Regions from separate parts of the Mus musculus genome. Here all the other regions are linked to region 4. Evidence: chromatin contacts called from public Hi-C and HiCAR-type data. All regions are on one chromosome and are shown on one strand. The core of a region is the stretch at or near the end of the contact, and the rest is flanking DNA. Distances in the headings are between cores, read along the strand shown.

What was found. Hi-C and Micro-C count contacts between places; a contact is called where the count stands out from the background. HiCAR-type assays count read pairs that join an accessible place to other places.
Region 1: a contact with region 4 is called in a HiCAR-type map of astrocytes, with 2.6 times the contacts expected there. The contact joins the promoter of Tspan3 here to the promoter of Etfa in region 4. A contact is called at or near these places in 1 of 39 promoter capture datasets (the C10 cell line) and 2 of 115 datasets of contacts at active chromatin or transcription factors (astrocytes and extraembryonic endoderm stem cells).
Region 2: a contact with region 4 is called in a HiCAR-type map of astrocytes, with 2.9 times the contacts expected there. The contact joins the promoter of Rcn2 here to the promoter of Etfa in region 4. A contact is called at or near these places in 5 of 39 promoter capture datasets (the C10 cell line, erythroid cells, hippocampal neurons and 2 more), 2 of 484 Hi-C or Micro-C datasets (CD4 T cells and embryonic stem cells) and 5 of 115 datasets of contacts at active chromatin or transcription factors (astrocytes, bone marrow-derived macrophages, embryonic stem cells and 2 more).
Region 3: a contact with region 4 is called in a Hi-C map of B cells, with 12 read pairs. The contact joins the promoter of Pstpip1 here to the promoter of Etfa in region 4. A contact is called at or near these places in 3 of 39 promoter capture datasets (cranial neural crest, pre-B cells and stem cell-derived epiblast-like cells), 1 of 484 Hi-C or Micro-C datasets (B cells) and 5 of 115 datasets of contacts at active chromatin or transcription factors (bone marrow-derived macrophages, embryonic forebrain, embryonic stem cells and 2 more).

What each region holds. Positions count from the first base shown.
Region 1 is chr9:56,158,921-56,162,529 of GRCm38.p6, forward strand. It overlaps Tspan3 (tetraspanin 3), which reads right to left and starts at 2,150. Exons shown (of 7, transcript NM_019793.3): 1 at 1,880-2,150. The coding sequence starts at 1,942.
Region 2 is chr9:56,040,034-56,043,651 of GRCm38.p6, forward strand. It overlaps Rcn2 (reticulocalbin 2), which reads left to right and starts at 1,812. Exons shown (of 7, transcript NM_011992.2): 1 at 1,812-2,171; 2 at 2,542-2,647. The coding sequence starts at 2,019.
Region 3 is chr9:56,087,987-56,091,265 of GRCm38.p6, forward strand. It overlaps Pstpip1 (proline-serine-threonine phosphatase-interacting protein 1), which reads left to right and starts at 1,990. Exons shown (of 15, transcript NM_011193.3): 1 at 1,990-2,458. The coding sequence starts at 2,423.
Region 4 is chr9:55,510,717-55,514,059 of GRCm38.p6, forward strand. Etfa (electron transferring flavoprotein, alpha polypeptide) reads right to left here and starts at 1,527. Exons shown (of 12, transcript NM_145615.4): 1 at 1,315-1,527. The coding sequence starts at 1,353.

The sequences.
Region 1 (3,609 bases), core at 900-3,399, 650 kb after region 4:
ATATACATTATATATATATACACACACACATATATACATATACACACACACACATATATACATTATATAATAATCTTTTGATTATTTAAAGAAAACCACTCCTGTATTTCCAGGATTTTCTCAGATTAACACAGATAGGCTTTCAGTGTGAATGGCCTAGAGTTCACCTAAAAAACATTCTTCAAAACCAAATAGTTAATGCCATAACTCCACAAGGAACTATTATGGATACAAATTATCTACCTCAAGCCAGACATGGTGGCACACACAAGTAGAGGCAGAGGCGGAGGCAGATGGATCTCTGAGTTGAACACCAGTCTGGTCTACAGAGTGAGTTCTAGGGCAGCTAGCACCACATAGAAAGACCCTGTCCCTAAATAAATAAATAAATAAATAAAGTATCTGTCTCTTAAGGGTCTCATTAGCTACTAAATGTTTTTCACTTGGGATCTCTGAAATTGTACTTTTCCTTTTAAACAGGCATGTAATTTAAAGTATGAGGAACATCTGTTCTAAATGGGAAATGAAATTTCAGGAATCCCAATGTCACACAGGTGATTTCAAACAGCTCTGTCTGAGGCCAATCACAAGTCTCCTGCACAAATAATCACAAGTGCCTCGTTATCCAGATCATCCTTTTAAGCTACCAGCAATTGGGACATGAAAGGTTTCATTCTTTGTTAGAGGCCAGAGGAATGGGAAGTCTTTCCAGAATAGATGTGCATACTTTCCGAGACAGGAGCTGAGTGGGAAGTGGTGGGGGTGGGTGATGATATACTAAAGTATGCTCAGTGGGACTGTTCAAAGACTATCCTGAGTACTGTGGACAGGGAAAACTGCCCATGGCAAATGTTTATAACAAACCTGGGAAAAAGGAAACTTGATCCCAGCCTGAGAACCTGAGGGTCAGTTGGGTCCCAAATCACCAGTAGTGTGCCCATAATTAATAATTTATCAGAAAACACCCAACAGTAGTGTGTGGGTCATACTGCAGTACACTACCAGACTTTAAGTAAGAGTACCAAAGTAAAAAGGTTGAACTGTTCTAATATTAAGCTGTTCTTTTTTTTTTTTTTAAGAAACAAAAAAAGATGTGATAGACGACATTTTTGATAGTTTTTTTTCCTGGTGCAAAGTCCAGAAGGATTCAAGACGGAGGAGAGGGCCAAAGAACAACAGGTTAGTAAAAAGTCCCAGGTGAGATAATGACCTGACTCAAGACAGGTCGGTTATAAGCACTTTCTCTGGGGCCAGGTTTCCCGAGCCCCTCCAAAGAGCAACCTTTTATAGAAGTGAATTGGTTGCTTTAAAAATCTCCTGGCAGCTGATACATTTAAAAGGGTTTATAACCTCAGGCTACCCATCCCCACAACAGCGATTTTCTTGATCAAAGAAATGCTCTGCTGTTTCACGCTGAATCCTTTCCGTTTTCTGGGCTGCTTACCAGCCAACCAACTCTATACAAAGAGCTCTAAGCCGAAATTCCTGGCCCGGGACTCGACAGGCGTCCCCACGTAGCTGCTACATGACCTGGGGACAGCCGCTGGCTCTGCGAGGACTCAGACAAAGACAGCGGACCCGACTCACAGGGGAGTATCCCATTTCGGGCCTGGCGTCCCGACAGACTCAGCCCTGAGAACAGAGCGACCCGCAGGCTCACGCCGCGGCGACCCGCGTAACCCTGGCACCGTGCCAGCGGACCGGAGGCCCCCCGGGACCTCCGGTCGGCACCGTCCTGGCCTCTGCTGGGCCCTGGAAGGACCTCACCAAGAGCTCCGAGGCCGCAGGGCCCGGGCGACCCCTCGGCCGGCTCCCGCGCCCGCCTGGTCCCCACGCGCCGCACAGAGGCCTCCCCTGTCCGGTCTCCCCGCCAGCTCACCCAGAAGATGAGGTTGAGGAAGACCAGCACGGTCTTAGAGGAGGTGATGCCGCATTGGCCCATGGTGCCGGCGGCCGGCGGAGGCCCGGCTGGGCGAGCGGAGCGGCGCTCACCGAGCGAGAAGGCAATGGCGCCGGCGGCTCTGCTGAGAACTGCTGGGCCCGAGCCGCGTTCCCGCAGACCCCCGCGCCGCCCCAGCAAGCACCTCGCAGCTGCGTGCAGCCCGCCGCAGGCCCCCTAGGCCGTTCCCAGGCAACTAAGTCCCGCGTCTGCGGCCGCTTCTGCCAATCAGCGCCGCGGAGAACGAGGTGGCCTCGCCTCTTAAAGGAGCCGACGCCTCCGCGCCTTTTCTTCTGGCCTCTGACCGTCCTTGAGTGTAGAATCCTCTTCTGGGGAATTTCTAGTGGGACAAACACGTTCCCCGTCTTATTGAGTTACTTTTACAAGACCAAATGACTGGAAGACCACAGAATTCTGTTCTGTTAACTACTCTTCCCTAGAAAGACCCACCTCACATGAGGATTTTCGTGACTGCATGATACCTAAGCAGCACCCCATATAAGTTGGGAAGAAATACGGTGGACATCAACACACGATTATGAAGAATTTAGTATGCCAGAAGCTCTGCTAGCTCTGATAAAAAAAAATCATCAGGAAAGGAGAAAACACTGGCGCACTAGCAAAGCAGAGATGGTTGGGCAAGGCAGCCACCCTTTCAGCTCTATTCTTTGGACTGAGATTTGCAATTACAGATACATCTTCATACATGTTGACATGTGCGCTCTTTCCTGTAATCTTAAATGAATGGTAGCAATTAGCACCTTAAAAATAAAAACGGAGTGTGTGTCTGTGTGTGTGTGTCTGTGTGAGCATGTGCGTGTGCACCCACAAACATCCCACAGCACAGAAGTAAAGGTCAGAAGACAACTTTGGGAGTCAGTTCTTTACTTCCACCCTGTGGGTCCCAGGTCATCAGCTTTGGTGGCAATGTGACCTCCGCTCTGCTGGCTGCATGCATATTAGCTTCTTTTAACTATTAGTTCATTCATGCCACTACCCCTCCCCCAGCTTCAGATGACTGTCAGACTAATTTTACTGGTAGGGTAATTAAGGGTTAGAAAGGATGCCAAACTTGCCTGCAGCCACACATAGAAGAGTGATCTAATGCAGAAGCCACCTCAGCCACACACAGTACTTCTGCCACTGTCCTGCACTCTCCCTTACTCGGGACCTCTTTACCTGTCCTCAAACATCTCTTTTTCCTGTAGCCTCCCTGGTTCATCATCTTCCCTGGGCATTCACAGAAATACCCAAGCACCTCAGCATCCTATTCATCTGTATCAAGCAATGTCCATGTTATCAAAGACCCACTCATGTTCCCAAGACCTCACTCTGCACCTATTCTAGGTGATGGCATTCCACCATGAGGAAGAAGACAATGCTTGCCCATGTGGGGTTTTCATTCCAGTAGAAGAGGGTAGATATACCATGAGCAAAGAGGCAAGCAGACATGAGACGCGATGGTTGGGTCAGACCTAGAACACTGTACTGAGTGACAGGTGCAGCTAAATCCATTCTCAGGGAGAGATATAAATAACATCCACCCCTCCTCCCCAGGTCCCAGTGACAAACCTGGGTACACCAATGCTCACTAATATAAGACTTACTTGAGAGCAAAAGGTGAGGAGTTATGAACAGGAGAATGGATGACCTTAAAGCAGCCATTCTGA
Region 2 (3,618 bases), core at 562-3,061, 530 kb after region 4:
TGTACAACCACTCTGGAAATCAATCTGGCGGTTCCTCAGAAAACTGGACATAGTACTACCGGAGGATCCAGCAATACCTCTCCTGGGCATATATCCAGAAGATGTTCCAACTGGTAATAAGGACACATGCTCCACTGTGTTCATAACAGTCCTATTTATAATAGCCAGAAGCTGGAAAGAACCCAGATGTCCCTCAATAGAGGAATGGATACAGAAAATGTGGTACATCTACACAATGGAGTACTACTCAGCTATTAAAAACAATTAATTTATGAAATTCTTGGGCAAATGGGTGTATCTGAAGAATATCATCCTGAGTGAGGTAACCCAATCACAAAAGAAGTCACTTAATATGCACTCACTGATAAGTGGATGTTATCCCAGAAACCTAGAATACCCAAGATACAACTTCCAAAACACAAGAAAATCAAGAAGGAAGACCAACTCGTGGATACTTCATTTCTCCCTAGAATAAGGAATAAAATATCCATGGAAGAAGTTGCAGAGACAAAGTTTGGGGCTAAGATGAAAGGATGGACCATCCAGAGACTGCCCCACCCGGGGATCCATCCCATAATCAGCCACCAAACGCAGACACTATTGCATATGCCAGAGGGATTTTGCTGAAAGGACCCTGATATAGCTGTCTCCTGTGGGGCTTTGCCAGTGCCTGGCAAATACAGAAGTGGATGCTCACAGTCATCTATAGGATGGACCACAGGGCCCCCAATGTAGGAGCTAGAGAAAGTACCCAAGGAGCTGAAGGGGTCTGCAACTCTATAGGTGGAACAACAATATGAAGTAACCAGTACCCCCCAGAGCTTGTGTCTCTAGCTGCATATGTAGCAGAAGATGGCCTAGTTGGCCATCATTGGGAAGAGAGGCCCCTTGGTCTAGCAAACTTTATATGCCCCAGTACAGGGGAAAGTCAGGGCCAAGAAGTGGGAGTGAGTGGGTAGGGTAGCGGCGGGGGGAGGAGGGTATAGGGGACTTTTGGGATAGCATTTGAAATGTAAATGAAGAAAATATCTAATAAAAAAAATTCCAGTCTGGCCCAAGAAATTTTTGTAATCATACCCACACAGTTTTCAGTTTGGAACAGGATTCCTGCTCTCAATCCAATAGTTATGAGATGTGAAAGACAACATCCTCCCTCAAAAAAAAAAAAAAAAAAGTCCTTTTCTATTTTTCTATACAACTATCCTTTCCCACACCCCCATGGATGAAATTACATTATTTAATTCGTGTTTTACAACTATTTAAATGTCTCCTTTAAAAAAAAACAGAAAAGAAAAAAATGTTGCCTATTTTATAAAAGCTCAAAGAGGTTAAGGGCCCAATACTTTAACCAGGTCATATGAATTGAACATCAGATGCAAACATTTGGCTGCAATTCCTGATACTGTATTTCCTGCTGTGGAGAAATTAACTAAGGCACACTGAAGCCTGGGAAATGGATACTGCTGGTCTGTTCTGATTTCTTTGAGATATAATACTGTGCTGTTTTGCACCAAAATCTCCAGGCTCTCTCTCCCACTGATGGAAGCCAGGACAGACTCACAGAATGGCCAAAGAACTTCCCGCCATGAATGAGACTGAAAGGAAAAGGCAAAGTGCTGTGGAATTGGGGCTATCTTCTCAAGGGTACGGCGGCAAAGGTGAAGGGGCCCGCAGGGGTCCCGTGGCCCCAGCAGCTGGCTCGCCTGCAGATTCTAGTAGGAGGCAATAGCAAGGTCCCGCCCCCAGGGTAGCACGACCCAATCAGCAACAGGTATAGCGCTCTGGACCCGCCTCCGCCCCCGCGGCCATATAAGGCAGGGCCTGGCGGGCCTCAGCAACGCAGTAGTCGACAGACTTCAGGCTGGGGTGTGGAGCCCCGGCCACCGCCGCCACTGACGACCCCCGCCCCCCACATGCAGCGCCGCCCCTCTGTGGCTGCCCGTGAAGCAAGGCTGCCAAGCCCCGGCTCCGCCTGCCTCCCTCCTCGCGGCTTTCTGCGTCCTCGCCGAGCGGGCGCGATGCGGCTGGGCCCAAGGCCCGCGGCGCTAGGACTGCTGCTGCCGCTGCTGCTGTACGCCGCGGTGGCTGGCGCCAGCAAGGCGGAGGAACTGCACTACCCGCAGGGCGAGCACCGGGCGGACTACGACCGCGAAGCGCTGCTGGGTGTCCAGGTGAGGATACCAGGCTGGGTACCGCATCGCCATGGGCTTTGTCCTGTGACAAAGCGGGACGACCAGAGAGAGAGGCCTTAGCAAGAGCGGCCTGACAATGGGGTCCGGGCGGGGCTCAGCTTTCGCTCTAGGAGACCCTGAGGCCTGTAAAGCTGGTGGTACTGTTGCAGTTCCAGAACAAGATTCTTTCTATTCCTGGATCCAGGGACAGGATTACTTAGAGTGGTAGTGGGGGCGTATTGAAGAGAAGTGTGGGTCATCCTGAAACCACTGGGGCAAATGAGGCATGTGGTAGCTCTGTTTCCTTCCACCATCACGCCCCACTGATTGTAATGCTTGATTCTCCTGTGTGTGGTTTCCCTCCCAAAAGGAAGACGTCGATGAGTATGTTAAACTTGGCCACGAAGAGCAGCAAAGACGATTGCAGTCGATCATAAAGAAAATTGACTCGGACTCTGATGGCTTTCTTACTGAAAGTAAGGACTGACTTGCACCACCAACAATGGAGAAAGCCCTTTGTAGGAAATTAATGTACATTTAAAAAAAAAAAACTGTTGTCTATTGAATTCTAGTAGATTGCTGGTGTTCTAACAAGCTAAAAGTAACTGTGATATGGAAAATAGTTCTTATGCCTGGAAGGTGGGCTACAAGTAAAATCAGTGCTTTGATGGTATGTAAATGTTACTGGCCCTAAGAGAATAAGTTTGCCAGTCATACCTTGAGACAGACTCTTCCTCACATCACTTTTCTCATTGTCCATAGTATGGTTCATTTTAGAGACACTTGCCCAAACCTTTCTTAGCACATCACATGATACAACATTCCTTCAGTATGTAGGAATTTTAAGAATCTGCTTTTATTAGTTTATTATAACAATTAGCAAATAGAAACATCCCATCAAATGTGAATTATATCGAAACATTAAAAAAAATGGTGCTAATGGGGACTTAGAACCAGCTTATCTATCTCTTCATAGAGTTGAAGAAAGTCACATTCAGGAGGGAAAACCTTATTTTTAAATAAATGGCAAACCCAGGAGTGGAATTCAGCTCTTAGCCTTAATTCAATTTTTAATGTTCTTCATTCAAAACAAACAACAAAAGAGTGCTCTTAGGTATGTTCTTAGGCAGAAATGGAACGTACAGTGTAAAAGAATATTCTAAATAAATTACTAGCAATTTCTTCCTCAAGTGAACCTTGAATCTATCAGAATTCTACCTATACTATCAGGTATTCTGGGTTGATCTTTTGAAGGTTCAGAATCTGTCCTTGTGACAGCAAGCTGTTTGTGGTGTCTCTCCTTTTAGTGTTGGTCAGCATCCAGATAATGAAGTTACGGAACAGGGAAATGCTGTCAATAAATAGTCACATTGGTGCCCTCAGGCTTGTTCCTGTTAAACCATGATGAAATCTCTAAGCTAATAGAAGGATAGTGGTCTGCCTTGTT
Region 3 (3,279 bases), core at 740-3,239, 580 kb after region 4:
AACAGTGATTAAAGAGCTGTGATTTTTTTTCAGGCACAGATTCCCCTCCCCGAGGACTGGGTTTGGTGTGGGCAATGGCTGGGGAGGGAGGGAAGCTCGCTAACACACAGTTCCATCTTCTGAGGCTTCTTGAACGTCTCCATCCAGTCCTATCTTCTCTCTGTCTCCTCTACACTCCACAGCTTCCCTCGGCCTTCCTGGTAGCACCATCCAGGCCTCTAACCGTCCTTGCAACTCTCTCCCCACCCCCTCTTCATTTACCTCCTTCTCATCACAACACTGTCTTCTGGTTCCACTCAATAAGGAGAGATCTTTCTGGAACTTGCCTGTAATTCCATTAGGGTAGAAACCAGATCTGCCTCCTCTCCTGGCAGACCTGTCACCAGCATTCTTTGTGGCTCTAAGCTGAGGAGGGGGGGGTCTCATGGTCACTGTAACTTTCTCCAGCATCTATGACAGCCCCAAGGGTCTGCTGTGATGGTGATGATGCTGAAGTACCATCTATTCTTAGCCAATGAGATACCAGGGAAGATCTCCCAAGAGGCTGACGAACAGGACTTTGGAGAAGACAACTTGGGTTTTCCCTTTCTTCTTTTGATGTGGCTGCATCTGGAGGTGTAGACTCTGGGGGTGGGGTGGGGGCTGGACTCACCCAGCAGACTGAAGGGAAGAGATTCCTGGAGAGGTCAGCAGGGACCCCAGCTTGGGCTTTTCCTGTCAGTTAAAACAAGGCTCCTGGTAACAAAGGACTCTGGTCTGCTTTCTGATTTCAAGGTTTCATCCCATTTTACAGATGGAGATGTTGAGTTGGCCAATCTGTAACAATAAAAGTAGCTTCAGCAGAGGGCCTGTAGGGTTAAGGTAACTTACACCACGTGGTTATGAGTGACTGGTGTTCTTCTAAAGGATCAGAGTTCGATTCCTAGCACCTACATTAGGCAGCTCCAAAGGATTGGATGCCCTCCTCTAGCCTCTACAGGCATCTGTACATACCTAGCACACACACATATCACGCAAATAAAAATTAGAAATGAATCTCTTTTTAAAAGATGCTCATTAGCTCAAGCCCCGGGATTCTAGAGAGAAGGGCTTCCAGCAGCAGGCCTGCTGTGCTTCTTCTTGGGGGTGTTTAGGGAAGCCTGGGTGTGCCTCTCTTTAAGCCCTGGCACGTGTAACCCACACTTGGGAACTCAGCTGTCTGATCAACCCAGTTGGTCCTAAGGTAAGCCTCGGTAAGGGTGGTGATTTGTGGACAGTCTCTGACTCATTCTTTTCACCAGCCCACCCCGGGCTCAGGACTCCAGAGGCCTCTTCTGCTGAGTGGGCAAACCCTGTCTGGAAAGGGTTCCCCAGGACCTGCTTGCCCTACAAAGAGAAATTCCAGAGGCATTCTTGATACGAAACACTTTCCCAGAGACTGGAAGTGACAGATGGGGAGGCTGAGGCTCTGAGTTAGGTCAATCAAGGTCCGTCCACTAGTGAAGGGCAGAATCCAAACTAAACAAAAGCTGAGCCTGAGTCTCCAGACTCCTGTCTCCCTCTATCACAGTTATGAACTGAAGATGGAATGGGTGAAGATTTGCACGGGGTCAAGGACCCGTGCCTCATCACACTGAGGTCCCTTAGCTAGTTACCTTCTCAAAACAAGTCTCCACTCTCATAGCCCCGGGACCAGGACCGCAATTGAGTCCGCCCCGTGCTGTGAGCAACTTGAGGGTAGGACCTAGTCTAGGGCATGAACTGCTAAAGTTGGAATGAATGGTGGACGTCCTTTTCCGGGGTGAGACCCTAAGAACCTAACCTCTTGGGGCCGGCGAGAGTAACAGTCATGAGATTCCTAACTTGTTAGTTCTAAAGCTAAACTGGGCCAGGACTTGAGCAGGCAGCAGGGTGGCAGGTGGCAGGCGGGGCTGGGGCTGTGCAGGAGAAACTCAGCAGCTCAACTTCCTGTGGGTTAGAGCCCTGCGCCTGCCCTGGGGGAGGTTGCACAAACCTTCCTGTGCCGGCCTCAGGCTGCCTGCCTGCCTGCCTGGCCTGTGCACATCCTTCCTCTCTCCCAGCCTCTGCCTGCCACCTGGGCTGCCTGCCCTGGGCCTCAGCCTGCGTCCTCCTCCATCAGTGGGGCTGGCGAGAGCCTAGGCTGGAAATCGTGGCCCACCCTTCCATCACTGGGCAGGGCTCCTTCCTCATTTCGCTGCTGATTCTAGCCCCAAACAAAACAGGTTGAGCCTTTTTCCTCCTCCGGCAGTTGCCTCTGGCTTGTGGCTGCCTTCTGAGCGTTTCAGACGGCGCCGGCTGGGAGTGGGAGGGAGGGCCTGGGCTAGCCGCGCTGGGACTGGGACGTGCTCCTGGCTCCTGGCCCATGTTCAGCCCTGCTTGAAGCAGGAGTGCTAGCATTTGACACAACAGACGCCCTTGGAGGATGATGGCCCAGCTGCAGTTCCGAGATGCCTTCTGGGTGAGTGGAGTCGACTGGGGGCGGTGAGCTTGCCGAACAGGTCCAGCCAGGCAGGAATCACCTTGGAGACTGACATAGGGGTACAGTTTCCCCATAAAAATTGTGCCTTGACTTTGGTCTTAATTATCATGGAGGTGGCCTGGGCCACAGTCTCTACTGACATGAAAGGCAAAAGAGGGGCCCTGGCTAAGATAATGAATTTCTCTCACAGACATCACCCCCACAGCCAGAGGGATGGCCTCAGGCTGTTTCTCCTCAGGGGCATGCTGCCCCAGCGGCAGAGCTCACCAGGACAGCCTAATGGAGGATTTGAGGAGGATACATAGGGAGGAGTGTACAAGGGAGAAGTCAGCAGCCCAGACACCAGACCAACTTTAGTTTGGTTCGGGTCTCAGCTTTGTAAGGGCTGGGTCGGTTGCTGTTTCTCTCTGGGCCTCAGTTTCTACATCTGTATAATGGAGATAAGTACAGATATTTGACAACTGAAGGTGATCCAATGCAGTAAAGCCCTGGTGCCTTGCCAGAGTTAAAACTCTTTCACCCAGTCTCTGATCTCTGCATACCTCAGGTTCATGAACAAGGCAGCTGGGCTAGGCAACTTCCTGCCTGCTGTTTCAAATTCAGGGCAGGTGTAAAACAAATCTTTTTGCCGGTGAGATGAGGAAACCTAGCCAGGAGGGCAGTAGAGGCCACAGCGCTTGCCCAGCTCTCCTGCTTTTCCACTTTTCCCTCAGCTTCCCCTAGTCTCCTCCACCCCTGACTGTCCCTTGGAGACACAAGGCTGAGACCTTTTGGTTAAAGCTGGGGATGTCTTTCTCCTG
Region 4 (3,343 bases), core at 277-2,776:
AAGGCATGTGCCACCACGCCCGGCTGCATTCAAATCTTAAAAAAAATATTAATGACTTTAGAGACAGTACTCTACTACCCTTGACTTCTAATTTTAAAAATAGGCCAAGGTCACAATTCTTGGCAAATCACAACAAAGGTTTGGCAATGCTGCCTATGTATAAATACTGGGTACTTGGACTTTCCCCCGACTAGTTCTACAAAATCACCAAATTCTAAATTCTCCTTACCACAATTAGGCCGAGCATAAAACCTATGCACAAAATTGCTTCGCAAGTTCTGTATAGATCTTCAAGTCAGGTACTGCTGCTTGGAAACCGCCCCTCCCCCCCAAAAGCCATGGCCTTCACTTGCTTACTGATTCTTTTATTATAGAAAGGAGGTTAAAAAAATCTCGTGGGAGAAAGATGGGCTAGGATCCTGAACGATGTGTTTTAACTTTTTTTTTAACAAGGAGTGGCAACATTCAAAGTGGGGGGGGGGGAGTCTTCAAACTTCCAAGAAGCCCATAAGTTGTATCCCAGACAGAAAAAAATCTCAGTGGTGATTGGGGTAAAAGGCACTAAAATAAAAAGTACGTATAAAAGTTACAAAACGTCTGCATAACTTGCAGGCCAAGGCTGCTGATATTGCTTCTCTAGCAATCTTAATGTAAATTAGAAAAATCTACAAGCTCCTTAAATTATTGCCTTGGAACTGGTCAGCCTTCAACTGCTATTCCCTTACAGCACCCCGACAAGAAAGAAAAAAAAAGTTTTGTTTTGTTTTTTCAAGTCCTCGAAAAACAGACAAATGGTAAACTTTGTCACCACGGAAAAAGTCCCCACTACCAAGTTTCCAAGGCTACTGAGGCAACATCAGTCTGCGACTTCTCAGGACTGGATCCCAGGCGGGTACGTCCCAGCCCCTCCTCCACTCAGCCCGGTCTCACCAGCCCAGCCGCAGAGCACTCCGCCCCTGCCCTTGGCAGTGGGCGTCCAGGGCAGCCACAGGAGGCCTAGGTTTCGAACTCTTCCCCAAGAGGTTCCGCGGCGGCATCTGGCCCCTTTGGGGGGACGCAGCTCCCCTCCAGGCGAGAGAACCTAGTAGCCCCAGAGTGCCCCGCGAGAGTCAGGGCCGTGGGAACCCGGGTTGGGGCAGCGTGACCCGGAAGAGGTCAAGGGCGAAGGCTCCAGAACTTTGACCCGCGTCCCGGGCACTGCACCGACTGTCTACGCGGACGGTGGGAGTCGAGGGAGCCCGTGACCTTCGCCTGACAGGGTCAGCAGGCTGCGGCTCGGACGTCACCTGCTCGGCCCTCCCTGTCCGGACTCACCGCCCGCCGGAGCTGCCCAGGCGCCGCTGCTCGAAACATTGTCTCTGTTCTAGTCAGCCCCGCAGTACCCTCAGCCTCAGAGACCCGGAGCGCGCGGGAACCACCGCCGCCGCCACCGCCGCCGCCTCCTCTACCAGAGACCCGAACGCTCGCGAGATGCGAGCACGAGAGCTGACAGCTTAGTCCTGGACTGCGGGGGCTCGCGCTTCCCGGGAGCCCATTGGGCAGCCACGCAGCCAATGAGGAAAGCGGAAAGTTAGAGGCGGGACTTGGGAGTAGGGCAAAGGTAAGGGTGTGCGCCGAGACGCTGGCATGCGCGCCACGCCCTCCAGTTGCTTGGCTCTGTTCCCTGACGGTCTCGGACTTTCGTTGGTAACGTTGTCTGGACTAACTGCCCTGTTGTACGCAGCTTTCTTTCCACCCGCGAAGGGAACCCCCTCACTCCAGTCCTTTTCCACTCTCATTTACGCCCAGTGTCAGCGCTGCACGTGTAATGTGCCAACCAAATAGTCGCAGGTGAGGAGAATTGTAAACGTGCATTAATTAGGTGTCAGTCCTGGGGACCTTAGGAGACTCAAAACAAAACAAAACAAAAAGTTATTAATAAATAATATAAATAATTTATTTGCTACTTCCTGGGAAGGGTCTATTGAGTTGGCGATATTTGAGCTGGATTCTAGAAGGAAATGGAGATCGTACAAACTACACAGAAGGAGGCAGAATGGGATGGAGATGAACCACCCCAGCAGCCTAGGGCCAGGTTTGAGGTCCACCCAGATCTTCTCCATACTCTTCTCTGCCCTTAGTCAGACTCACTTCTATCCTCTGGCATCAGTGCCTGTGGCTGTTAAAATCTCTCTTGCTCTTTGGACCGACCAATCTACCTGCCTTCTGGGCTGCTCAGGATGTCCCAGAACTCAAGCCCTCTCAGGAGTGAATTGCACCTTTAAGAGCTAGCCCACAATAGTATTTCTTCACAATAATCTCTAGTCCCCTACAGTGAATATTTCTCTTCTTTACTCTCTTAGTTTTGTGAACCGAGTGAGAACCCATCTTATACAAGACCACGCTTGTGGAGGACTGGGACTGTGCCCACCTAAGCTGTTCGTGGGAGGGACAACTAGTATTCTGTTTACCATCACTTTCTTCTTCCAATAGAACTACCCCACTAGACTCAAATCTAAGTCCTATTGAAAAAAGAAAGAAGAGTAAGTAAAAATCAAAAGGAGTATTTTTATTTAAAAAATTTTTTAAATGAGATATGAACTACCTCCTTCCTGCCTCCATGATAAGGCAAAACACCAAAGAGGAGAGAATCCTCCCTCCTGCCATGAGATGTCTCGGGCACATCCTAGGCTCCAGCGAAGCAGCAGCAGCCATGCCCTGTAGAGGCACAGTGCCCACAGGGCATGATGGTTATGGGCAGAGCAGAGCCGGTACAAAGTAAAACACAGAAAATGGCCCAGATCTGTAACAAATCACCATACTCATTTGGAAGACAGAAGAGTGTCCTTGAAGAACTTCTGGAGGGAGGGTACAATTAGATATGTTTCTACATTTACATGTATGTCAAGTACCAGACAAATGTGCGTCTGAAGGACTGATGTTATGAAAGTGTTCCCTCTAGGTGTTTGGATGCTCTTCTTTCCCACTGAGTTATAGACATTTTGGAGGCAGAAGATGGTTTCTATTAGCTAGCCTATATATGGCTGCTTGCTATTTGTAGAAATAATTGTACAAAGAACAAAAGAAGGGGGAGAATTGCCTTCAGCTAGTCCTTGAAGTCTGACTCACTTAGGCACAGCTCCTCCAGGACTCCTGGTGGGACGGACAGTCTGCAGCTCTGGCTGCTCTTTGTCTCTTCTCTATGCTAGGATCCCCACTGAACTTGAGCTCAGCCGGTGCCTTGAGGACTGAGGACACGAGTCTCTGGCCACCAGGCCTTTCTCAAGCCAGGGTTGCCGAGCTGCATCCAGTGCCTCTTAGATCACTATTGGTCAAGATGGTAGCTTTCCTTCCTGCACACAAG